Regions from separate parts of the Macaca mulatta genome. Here region 2 is linked to region 1. A link is a contact called in public Hi-C data. All regions are on one chromosome and are shown on one strand. Each heading gives the region's core, a stretch centred on a gene start, on an enhancer-like site or on the middle of the called end of the contact. The rest is flanking DNA. Distances are from core to core; before and after follow the strand shown.

Evidence for each region. A called contact is a pair of places that touch in the nucleus more often than the background predicts.
Region 2: a Hi-C map of fetal cortex germinal zone shows a contact between it and region 1, with 3 times the contacts expected there. The contact joins the enhancer-like site here to the promoter of OLFM1 in region 1. A contact is called at or near these places in 2 of 14 Hi-C or Micro-C datasets (fetal cortex germinal zone and fetal cortical plate).

What each region holds. Positions count from the first base shown.
Region 1 is chr15:7,421,142-7,426,522 of T2T-MMU8v2.0, forward strand. OLFM1 (olfactomedin 1) reads right to left here and starts at 2,022. Exons shown (of 6, transcript XM_077967126.1): 1 at 1,646-2,022. It also overlaps the pseudogene LOC106993575.
Region 2 is chr15:8,046,902-8,052,282 of T2T-MMU8v2.0, forward strand. No RefSeq gene overlaps it. Among named protein-coding and RNA genes, the nearest start is that of RXRA, 130 kb to the right of the region's middle. Within about 2 kb of position 2,615, at least 21 of the 40 cell types and tissues checked have an H3K27ac peak or open chromatin away from gene starts, as enhancers often do. A contact at or near this core is called in fetal cortex germinal zone and fetal cortical plate, where this site is marked.

The sequences.
Region 1 (5,381 bases), core at 772-3,271:
CCACTCCCGACCCCAGGTGCCACCTTCTTGGAGGTCAAAGATGAAAGTCACCTGGCATAATCCCCAGGTGGGGACCAGGGTAGCCAGGCTCTCAGGTGCTGGTGCTGAGCCAGCCACTGTCCACCCCCTTCAGAGACTCAACATGATTTCACCTGCTGAGCCTTTTCTCCAAAATCCCACCACATTAGGGATAATTGGCCTCCAATGCAAGATTCCAAAAGCACAATTATCAGAAGCCAGCCCAGGGAAGGTAGAGCTGTACCGTGAGGGTGGGACGTGCCTCCTGGCTGAGTCGAGGGACACATTCCCCTGAGACAGCCTGTGGCTCAGCTTCAGAGAAAGGAACCTGCCAGGCCAGCAAAGAAAACAACGGCGTTTCCCTTCCTGGCGTTTCCCTTCCTGACCCGGGAGGCTGCTGGCTGGCGGAGCTGACCAGGGTCCTGAAGGTGGCTGACTGGGCCCTGACACCAAGATCTGAGGATACAGGGGTGTGCACAGGGGCTGGCTGGGGTTCGGATGTCCAGGACCCTTTGCGTGGATGGACAAATACTTTCCCCACTGAGATAAAGCTTCTAATTGAAGTTGAACCAAAAGTTTCTCCCCAGAACAGAGAATCTTTACAAAGACACAAAGAGGAGAACTTACGGAGAAAAAGCATCTTTTGGCCTGGGCATGGAGGCTTAAGGGTGCCATTAAGGCTTGGAGGGCCCTTGGGTGCGGCCTTGTCCAGGACCACCCAGAACCAGCCATCTCTTTGCCAAGGTGTCTTGATAAGACACAAGCACAGCTCTTTGTAGGGCAGCTCGCCACTCATCGGGACCTGGTTGCTCTTCTCTGCAGGTATCTGCTCCCCTGTGTGTGCGTGTGTGCGTGCGTGTGTGTGCACGTGAATGAATGCATCTGTCCAGTCACAGTGGACAACCACCACCCCTCCGCCAGGCCTTCCTGTGGCCAAGAAAACTTCTCTCCTAGAGGCCACACCGAACCTCTCTCCCGGGGGACCGGCCGATCGTCTGGGCAGCACCAGGAGAGGGACTCTGAGGGTAAACGGGACGACGTAACCCCGCTGCTGGATTGGGATTTGGACTGCACGTTCTGGGCAGAGCCAGGGAGCCAGTGAGGGCTTCCAGGCAAAACAAGGGAACCTCATTCAGCATCTTCTCTCCTGTGGTCTTCCTCTCGCTCTCTGGCCCTCCCATCTTCTCTCCTTTGTTTCCTCTTTTATTCTGAGGGAGAGGGAGGCAGGGAGGAAGGAAAGGAGGGTCAGGGGCAGCTGGGGCTTGGGGCCAAGGTGCTAGCTGCCCATCACTTCCTGGTCTTGCCACTCCAAAGGGCCAGAGTCTCCCAGTTCAGAGCATGGCACAGTGGTATCATTGAAAGGGCATTTTAATGTCACTCCCGAGTAGCCCGGCTCCGGAGGCTGGCAGGCTCTTCCCAGCACCATGGTGCCAAAGCAGCCCTCCCAGTTCGGCGCTCACAGACAGCCCTTCTCCTCCCCCAAGACTTGTCAGCTCCAAGATGCATCTTTAAAATGGAGAATACCAAGCAGAGATCTTTCTCTATTGATACATTGTTCAGGGGACAACGAGCCCTTTTGAAATGCCCAGGATCCCCACACCGGCACACCACAGGGCTCTTCACTCACCTCCTGCCGGGCATGTGGCCACAGTCCCCCAAGCCCTACACAGTAAGCCAACAATGCACCCAGCTGGCCGGTACGCTGGCTGCCCTTCCCGGTCTCAGCGGCACAATCCCCACCGCCTCTTTCCGGAGCCCCCAAGGGCAGCGTTATGCCCAAAGGGAGGATGTGCCACTCAGGGGTGTGTGTTGGGGGTAGGACTAAGGTCCTGCCACCTCCAAAAATGCCTGGGGACTTGGCTATCCGGCTCTCACTCTTCCCCCTCCAGATGACAATAGCAGCCAAACACCCCCTCGTGCTGCCCTTTGAACTTCTCAGCAGGGAGCAGGGGGCAGCGAAGTCCTAGGAAAAAGGGGGCAGCTGTCAGCCCTGCTGGGCCGGGACTGGAGGAGCACCGTGTCTCGGGTCAGCCTGCACCCCTCCCTCCCACCCAGGTCTGGCCCAGCACCCTGGCCCCTCCCCAACCCCGGCGCTTCGGGCGCCCAGGCCCGGGGCGCGGGGCGGCGTGGAGCCGGAACCGTTCCCGGACTTTGTGGGGCTCCCGGGGGGGCCGGGCCGGTCGCCTGGCAGGGAGGAAAATGGCGTTGGATGCACGTACTTGAGTGAGTTCAGTGCCCATCAGGATGAGGAAGAGGAGGCTGAGGAGCTTCCGGGCCGGGTGCATGTCTGGCTGCCACCTCCAACGACCTGGCATGCAGGGCCCTGGGTGCTGGCCGGCCGGCGGCTGCGTGGACGCGGACGCGCTCCGGCTCTGGCCCCGGCTCCGCGGGCTCCGGCGGCGGCGCCTGGCTCGTGTCCCCGCGCCTGGATTCAGCACCCGGAGCGGGCGGCGCGCGGGCTCTGCTGCGCTAAGCCTCCGCTCTGCATATTTATCGCGTCCCGGTTCCGGCGCGTCTGCCTCCGGGCAGGGCTGGGCAGGGCTGGGCTGGGCGGGAGCTGCGCCCTCCTCTCTCCTCGCCTCCTAATGGCTCCCCCGCGCGCCTGGCATTGGCGGAGAGAGGCGCGCCCTGCGGAGCACGAACGCGCGCTGGGCTGAGGCGGGTGCCAAAAGTTTGCTCGGAAGGGGCGGGGGCGGGGGTGGCGCAGAGGGACCCGCGCGCCTAGCTCTCTCCCGGGGAGGAGGGAGGGCGGCGGCCGGCGGGGAAGCAGGCTGGGACAGGATGTGACATCAAAAAGGCGGGGGAAATTGAACTGGGATAGAGAACTCCATCCTGGCCGGCCTGAGCCCTCGCAGGCTCCAGGTCCCGGAATGGGGACAGAGGGGTTGCCCGCGCTGGGGACCTGGGCCCCTGGACAGGGAGTGGGCCGAAGATTGGGAAGGGGGAGTGACAACTGGGGGTGGGAGGGATGGGATGTTAAGTCTTGATGTCTACGGAGTGACAGGAGATAAAAGCTGAATGGGTCCTTAGAAGTCACCCTTCAATGAGGTGAGCTGAAGCTGGTTCAGGAAGGATGTTTCCAGGAGGACAGTTCAGGGAGGAAGCCAGACTTAGAACCCTGGTCACCTGGCAGGCAGCCCTGATGCCGTGGGGAGGTCAGCAAAGGGGTGGAAGCGGGAACAAGCATTGGGTGCTGGGCTCCTGTCCCCAGCCAGGGCATGTGGAGGAGGGTCTGTCTGTGTGCTCCTGGGGGTGGATACACACATGCCTGTAAGGGGCCCTTTCCTTGTGTGTTAGGTTGTGACACAGCTCTGCCCACCCCAGGTGCCTTTTCTGAACTAGGAACCTAAGAGAGGAGCTCCCCCACCAGGGCCGGGTACCGAGGGCACCAGGACAGGCAGAGTCAAGGGGGTTCTGGAAGCCCCCGTCCCTGGTGGGAGAGCTCCTGTCTTAGGTTCCTGGTTCCGAAAAGGCACCTGGGGCGGGCGGAGCTGTGTCACGACCTAACACACAACAATAGGGCTCCTTATAGGCACGTGCCAGGTCCACAGGGCCCCTTACAGGTAGGTGCGTATCCTCCCCCAGGACTCCCTTGGCTCTGCCTGTCCTGGTGCCCTCCTCCCCTTTCCTCCCTTTCGATGTCCCCTCTCCCTCCACCCTCCTTTAATGTGTACTCAGACGCTTTGACTAAAGGAACTGTCTTGCGGCCACGTTTTCCATTTACATTCCCCATTTTGTGAGAGGAGTCCCAAGCACCTGTATTTTCTGAGAAGCTAAGGTTGTGGCAGGTATCTAGAAGCCTGTCTCTGTTCTCTGTTGTTTAGTCTTTAATCTATGGAAAATAAGTTCCCTAAAGAGAATCTCTGACAAGAAGAGACCCCAGATCCAATAATTGCAGAGAGCAGCACTGCCCTGGATGATGTGGCCTGGCCCCCTGTGTCACAGATGAGGCTACTGGAGTTCGGGGGAGTAACGTACCGGGGTCACCCAGTGATATCCCGAACAAGGGCGATGCCACCTCCTGCCCCTGTCACCGAGCTGCCGACACCTAGGAGGCGTCCCCTGGACATTGGGTGCGGGAGCTGGGCACATGTGCTGAAGAAGAGAAGATGAGAAGGGGCCCTCCCACTTGGCCCTTGCACTCTGAGGGCCTTTGCTGCAGGGACTCTGTCCTCTGAGCCCTGGGGACAGAGCTCTCTCCAGGGAAGCCAGGGTGGGCCGGCTGGTTGGTCTGGGTGGGCTTCCCAGCCTCGGAGGAGTTTAAGCAGTGGCATTCCCGGTGATATGCCACAGCCCCTTAGGCAGGGTGGCCCCCAAGACTCTGCGAGGAGGTGGTGCTGGGAAAAAAGCAGGGGTGCAGCTGTTGAGGCTTCTTTTCTCTCTGCCCCCCTCGCGTTACTACTCTCAGTGTCTTTGTTGTTCTAGAATGGAGGGAAGTTGTTTGTAAGCCCCTTGGGGATCATTGAGAGAAGCAGCCAGGGACCAGAGAAGACCCTGCATTTAGAGCTGAAGGACTCTCTGGGTAGTGGCTGTCTGAACCTCAGTCCGCACATCTGTCCAGTGGGAATGAACGGTGAGCATACTGGGGGTCTCAGGGGCTACTGAGGAGATCCAGTGCGGGAATAAGCACACTTTATGTGCATGAGAACTCTGTGCATGGGGCACGCACAGCACACCGAACCTCAACCCAAGTTTCTCCTTCAGCCTTCACACTGATGCTCCGGGTAGCCGCTAATAAGTGTCTGGGCTCGGGGAGACACGTGACGTAGCCATAGAGCTGGAATGTGACCCCCGTCTTTGGGGTTTTGTTCCTGTGGGTTGGGGAGGAAGGCTGCATTGATTTCCTTGGTTGGACCGAGACCTCAGATCCAGTTTTAGCAAGGATTGTTTTTATTTTTAAAGTTACACAACATGTGACCCAGCAATTCCACTTCTGAGTACACACCCAAAGGAAGAGAAAGCAGGGACTGGAGCGGATATGTGCACGCCTACGTTCATGGCAGCATTATTCATAAGAGCTAAAAAGTGGGAACAGACCGGGCGCGGTGGCTCACGCCTGTAATCCCAGCACTTTGGGAGGCCAAGGCGGGTGGATCACCTGAGGTCAGTAGTTCAAGACCAGCCTGGCCAACATGGTGAAACCCGGTCTCTGCTAAAAATATGAAAATTAGCCGGGCATGGTGATGGGCACCTGTAGTCCCACCTAGTCAGGAGGCTGAAGCAGGAGAATCGCTTGAACCTGGGAGGCAGAGTTTGCAGTGAGCTGAGATCGTGCCATTGCACTCCAGCCTGGGGGACAGAATGAGACTCCGTCTTGATAAAACAAACAAGCAAACAATCAAAAAAGTGGGAACCACTCCCAT
Region 2 (5,381 bases), core at 1,365-3,864, 630 kb after region 1:
GGATGGATGGATGAATAGATGGGTGGGTTGGCTGGGTGGATAGATAGGTGACTGGGTGAATGAATAAGTAGATGGATAGGTGACTGGGTGGGTGGATGGATGGATAGATGGATGGATGGATGGATGGATGGATGGATGGATGGATGGATGACTGGGTGAGTGAATGGGTGGATGGGTGGATGGATGGGTGGGTGGATGGATGGATGGATTGGATTTGTGGGTGGGTAGGTGGATGGGTGGGTGGATAGATGAGTGGATGGATGGATGGATGGATGGATGGATGGATGGATGACTGGGTGAGTGAATGGGTGGATGGGTGGATGGATGGGTGGGTGGAGGGATGGATGGATTGGATTTGTGGGTGGGTAGGTGGATGGGTGGGTGGATAGATGAGTGGATGGATGGATGAGTGGATGGATAGGTGGATGGATGGATCGATGGGTGGATGGATGGATGGATTGGTAAGTGGATGGATGGATGGATGGATGGATGGATAGATGGATGGATGAATGGATTGGTGAGTGGGTAGGTGGATGGGTGGGTGGATGGATAGGTGGATGGGTGAATAGGTGGGTAGATGGATGGATGGATGAATTGGTAAGTGGGTAGATGGATGGATGGATGAATGGATTGGTGGGTGTGTAGGTGGATGGGTAGGTGGATGGATGGGTGGATGGGTGAATAGATGGGTGGGTAGATGGGTGGGTGTATGCTCAGGGCTAAACACCATAAGCCTTGCCTTGGAGCCTCTGATTCACCATGGTACACCTGTGCACTTGTGAAATGCAGACAACCTGTGAAATTTACAAAACCACAGTTCCCACCTCTTGGAACTATACCCATTCATGTGATTAGCCCCAGTGGATGCCTGCCTTGGGGTCTCAGGGGACCTGGTCAAGAAGATGGGAAGCCCTAGCCAGCAAGGAGTGAAGAGGTTTGCAAACACACTCTTGACCAAGCCTAAAGACTCAATCCAGACTGTGCTCAGGCTGGATTGGGCCTGAGGGAAGGGAAGACTGGGAAGACTGGGAGCTGGCCTTCTTCTCAGGGAGGAGTCCATAAGGCAGATGAAGGGATGGAGGGAGAGAGGGAAGGGAAGGAGGGGGCAGAGACACAGGCCAGGCAAGCTGACCCTCCTGAGCAGGAGGGAACGTTCGTGAAAGGTGAAAGAGGCATTTGAGAGGGGATTGAGAAGAAGCACTGGAATTGCTGGATGTCTGGACGATACATCCAGCAATTCTGGCACATGTCTGCCTGGGCAACATGGAGAACCCTCAGCCCCGATGGTCCCACCTCATCACCAGCCTCTCTCCCCATGTGTCTCTGTGTTGTTCTTTGCATACCTCAGTTGTCTCCTGCCTCTAAGCCTTTGCATATGCTGTTCCCCCACCCTGGGATGCCTTTCCCTGTATTGTTGTATAGTTGTGCTATAGACTGAACATCTGTGTCTCAACAAAAGTCATGCATTGAAATCTTAACCTCCAAGTTGATGGTGTTGGGAGGTGAGACCTCTGGGAGGCTCTGCCCTCATGAGTAGGATGAGCGCCCTTATAAAAGAGGTCTCTGAGAACTGCCTTGCCCACTTCTGCCATGTGAGGACGCAGAGAGAAGCACCCATCTCTAAACTAGCAATGGGCCCTTGCCAGACACTAAATCTGCAGGTGCCTTGATCTTGGACTTCCAGCCTCCAGGACCATGAGCAATAAGCTGTTGTCTGTGAGCCACCCAGCCCAAGTGGACTAGGACAGGTCAGCTTCCCATGGAGGCCCCAGTTGCCATGCTGTCGAAATTGGCACCCCCACCACCACCTCCCACACTCACTGCCTGCCCCATGCCTTGATTCCTCACATGCTTAACTGGGACCAAGGGCTCCAGCCCCAGATGCAGGCATCCACCAGCCTCAAGGCCAGGCACCACGAGCAGGCTCCAGGCATGCCGCTTTTTCCTCTCTGTCTTCCTTTGACCTCAGAAGGCACCTTCCTGAGTCTTCCTGCAGGCCCTGGGGACAACTTAGTTGTGTGCCACTGAGGTTCAAGTCATTAGAATTCATAGTCGCTTTGTAGTTGACAAGGTCTGCTCCAGAAGGACCACCACAAATCTCCCCTGTGACTAATCAGGGCAGATGTCCCAGGCACCACACTTCCACGCTCCTGAACCCCAGTGTTCTGCATCTCCTCCCTCCCCTCAGCAGCAGGCAGGGGCAAGACACTCTCCCCAGTCCATGAGATGGGCAACAGGCAAGGAGGGGTGCAGGGGCTCTGCCTGGGGAATCACGGAAGCATCACAGAGTTCTCTGCCTTCACTCCTGGCTCTGAAAGCCCCTTCACTGTATTTTGCTCTTCATTTCCAGAGCAGGATGCGGGAAACACAAGCACTGGAGGAAAAGGAGGACCCTTCAGCTAAGATGAAATCAGGGATGTTCATACGTGGGTCTGTCCCTGCTTCCACAGTCCACCATGGTCCATTTTGGGGCAGCATCTTGGCCCCTAAGCATGGGGACGGAGAGCAAAACGACAGCTTCTGCAAATAAAAATAAGCAGCATGTTCCACAGCTGGGCAAATGGGAGAGGGAGGAGCTGGGAGGTGGTTGCCAGGGAAACGTCAGAGCTTAGCCAATCAGCAAGGGCCACCAGTTTGGTTGCCGGGTGCACTCTGCGGGGTGACGCTGCCCTCAGGTGGTGGATGGGGATGCTGACAGCCACGGCACCAGGGATCGCTATGTCCTGAGTCAATGGAGGCACATTAGGATGTTTTCCCTTCGCTCCGTGTATAGTAAAGATACCCGGGTAGGGTTGACCCTGCACACAGCTCACATGGCTTCTCTGGGGGAGCAAGCTGAGGATCTTCCGTTGTGATGAGGTTTCACAAGCATCCTGACCTCTGGCGAAGTTGCTTTTGCTACAGTTCCCATCAAGTGTTGCCCTGCATGCCAAGGAAACAGAGGCCCTTGCAGGGAAGACAAAGGGTCCATGAGATGCCTCCTTCCTTGAACATGACTAAATTCAACGCTGTCATCTGCAGAATTCAGTGGCAAAGGTAGGCTTTACTGAATTTCTTCAATAAGGTATTTTGGTTTTCGAAATCCTAAAACTTGGAATCATTAGAGGGTGCCACCCAGTGGAGACTCAGAAAATTGCAACCCAGCTTTATAAGCTGTTGTAACTCTCCAAACAAAACCAAGGTCTCTGCCTATGTGTGGGGTGTAGGGTGGGGCAGGGTGGGTGTTCAGGGACTGGTGGAGTTTCTAAAGCCCAAGAGGGGTTGACATGACCAACAGAAATAAACCACCAAATTCCAAGTTCAGGAGGACAGTGGAACAAAGTCTGCTGACCTTGGACCTTTAAGCTGTCTACCTTCCCACCCTCACTTTCCAACTGACCCAATGAAGCACGCAACTGCACAGCGACAGTCCCACAAAGCCTGTGTCTGCTGCACCCAGACAAAGCCTCAGAATCCTTCTCATCACAGTGCTGTGGGGAGCCCCTGCTACCAACTAGAATGGTCAAATGGCTGTATGGCCCCCTCAATCCATGTTCCATTTACTCCTAGTTCACTTGGGGTTTTTTGGCAAATTGTTCGCTTTTATCTAAAGTATATTGTTTGTAACTAAAGTAGCTTGTTTGTTGCACCCAAAGTTCACTAGGTTCATACTTACTGGAAAATTCCTGGGTCCTGCCCTTTTGACTTGTCCCCACCCAGGGCCCACTGCCACCTCATGTCCTCCAGTGACACTGATACCTTGGCCCTCTATGCCCTGGACAGTCTGCAGTTTGCTGACCCCAGGCCCCTGCAGTCCAGGTGACCCCACCTTCCACTCCCACTACCAGCCCTATGACATTCTGCCCCAGAGCCAGGTTAGACTCCCTGAGCACATGCACCTCTGGTTCTCCCAGGCCCTTCACAGCAGCTGGGTCCTCAGTTGACCCACATACTTGTCATGGCTTCTGTGCAAACCACCCACCTCCGTGGGTACCCAGAGAAAGGACCTTAGTAGAAAAGGCCAATGAGGCTGCAAAGCCTGGCACCTGGAAGGTCTCTCGCTCTCAGTCTAGCACAGCTGCCCCTCACTGAGTGTTGGAGTGATGCCAGATGGGAGCCACTGCAGGTCTTGGCTCAGGCAGCACCACAAGCAAGGTGCTAGTATTAGCCCCATTCCACAGGGGCAGAAACTGAGGCTCTGGGTGAGCAAGCGGGGAGCTGACATGTGTGACTCCGGAGCCCACACTCGTATCTCCCAGGGGCAGAGCAGAAGAGACCGAAAACTGGGTTCCAGGCCTGCACCACCAACAGGGTCCTTGGCTCCTGGCCACTTCCTGAGCTATAGAGGGTCTGCAGAGCCCATGTCCTCCCGCTCCCCTCCCCCACCTATCCAACCCCCAACAAATGAAAAATCTTCCCCAAACCCTGCCTGTCTGTTAGGAAAGCTCCCGACTTCAGTCCCCTGGCCCTGGGGCCACTAACCCAGGTCTTACTGACCAAGAATTTGGGAGATTTTTATGAAAGAGCAAGAGTCTGAACCAGAGGGGGTGAGATACTCCCCGGGTGTCAAGCTGAGGCCCCGGTCCACCCACAACTCCTGGCATGTTCACTGGCACTGGGCCTGGAAACCAGGCCATGGCTCCTCCAGGTGGGCAGTGTCTGGGAGCTGGGATCCCACTTCTGCTTCCCCTACCCCAATGCACACAGGCTGCTCCCAAACAGGCTGAGCCTGGGGGACCTTTCAGACTGAAATGCAAGAGCTGAACCGTGGAGGCAGACTTGCCACAAGCAGCCCTGTGACGGTCTCACGCCCATCCCACAGACAGTGGTCACACTAAACACCAAACAGAGGAAACTGAGTCACAGGCACGTGCAACAATGATCACCAGCTCAGCAGGACCAGGGCCAGGACCCCAGAGAAACCCCTGCCCACCGCCACCCACGTCAGCCTGGAGGAAGCCCCACAGCTGGGCCCAAGCACCCTGATGCCCCACCATCCACATCCTCCTCCCTCTGGGTGATAGGGCACTGAGTCTCCGCACCTGACTCCCTCAGGGTGCTGCTCCGGATTCTACGTGTTCCTGCTCTTCCCATGTGAGGGCAGCACTCCTGACCACTGCTGGTCATGCACCAGCCTCAGCTTCCCCAGCTGTGACAGCTATCAGGGAATAGGCCTGCGGTGGCAAAGGTGCCATCTGTGCTGGAGGGTGGACATGCTGCTTCCAACAGCTGCACCCCAGCGAGTGCCAGGTGAGAGGAGCCAGTGAGAAGCTTCCCAGAAGTGCCTCCCTCCTTCCAGAACGGGCAGCGGGAGAGAAGGGAAGGGCCGCGGGCCCACCTGGCTTCCCTTTGAAGCCCTTAAGGAAAGACCCTCTCTGATCACTCTGTGGGAACGAGGCCTC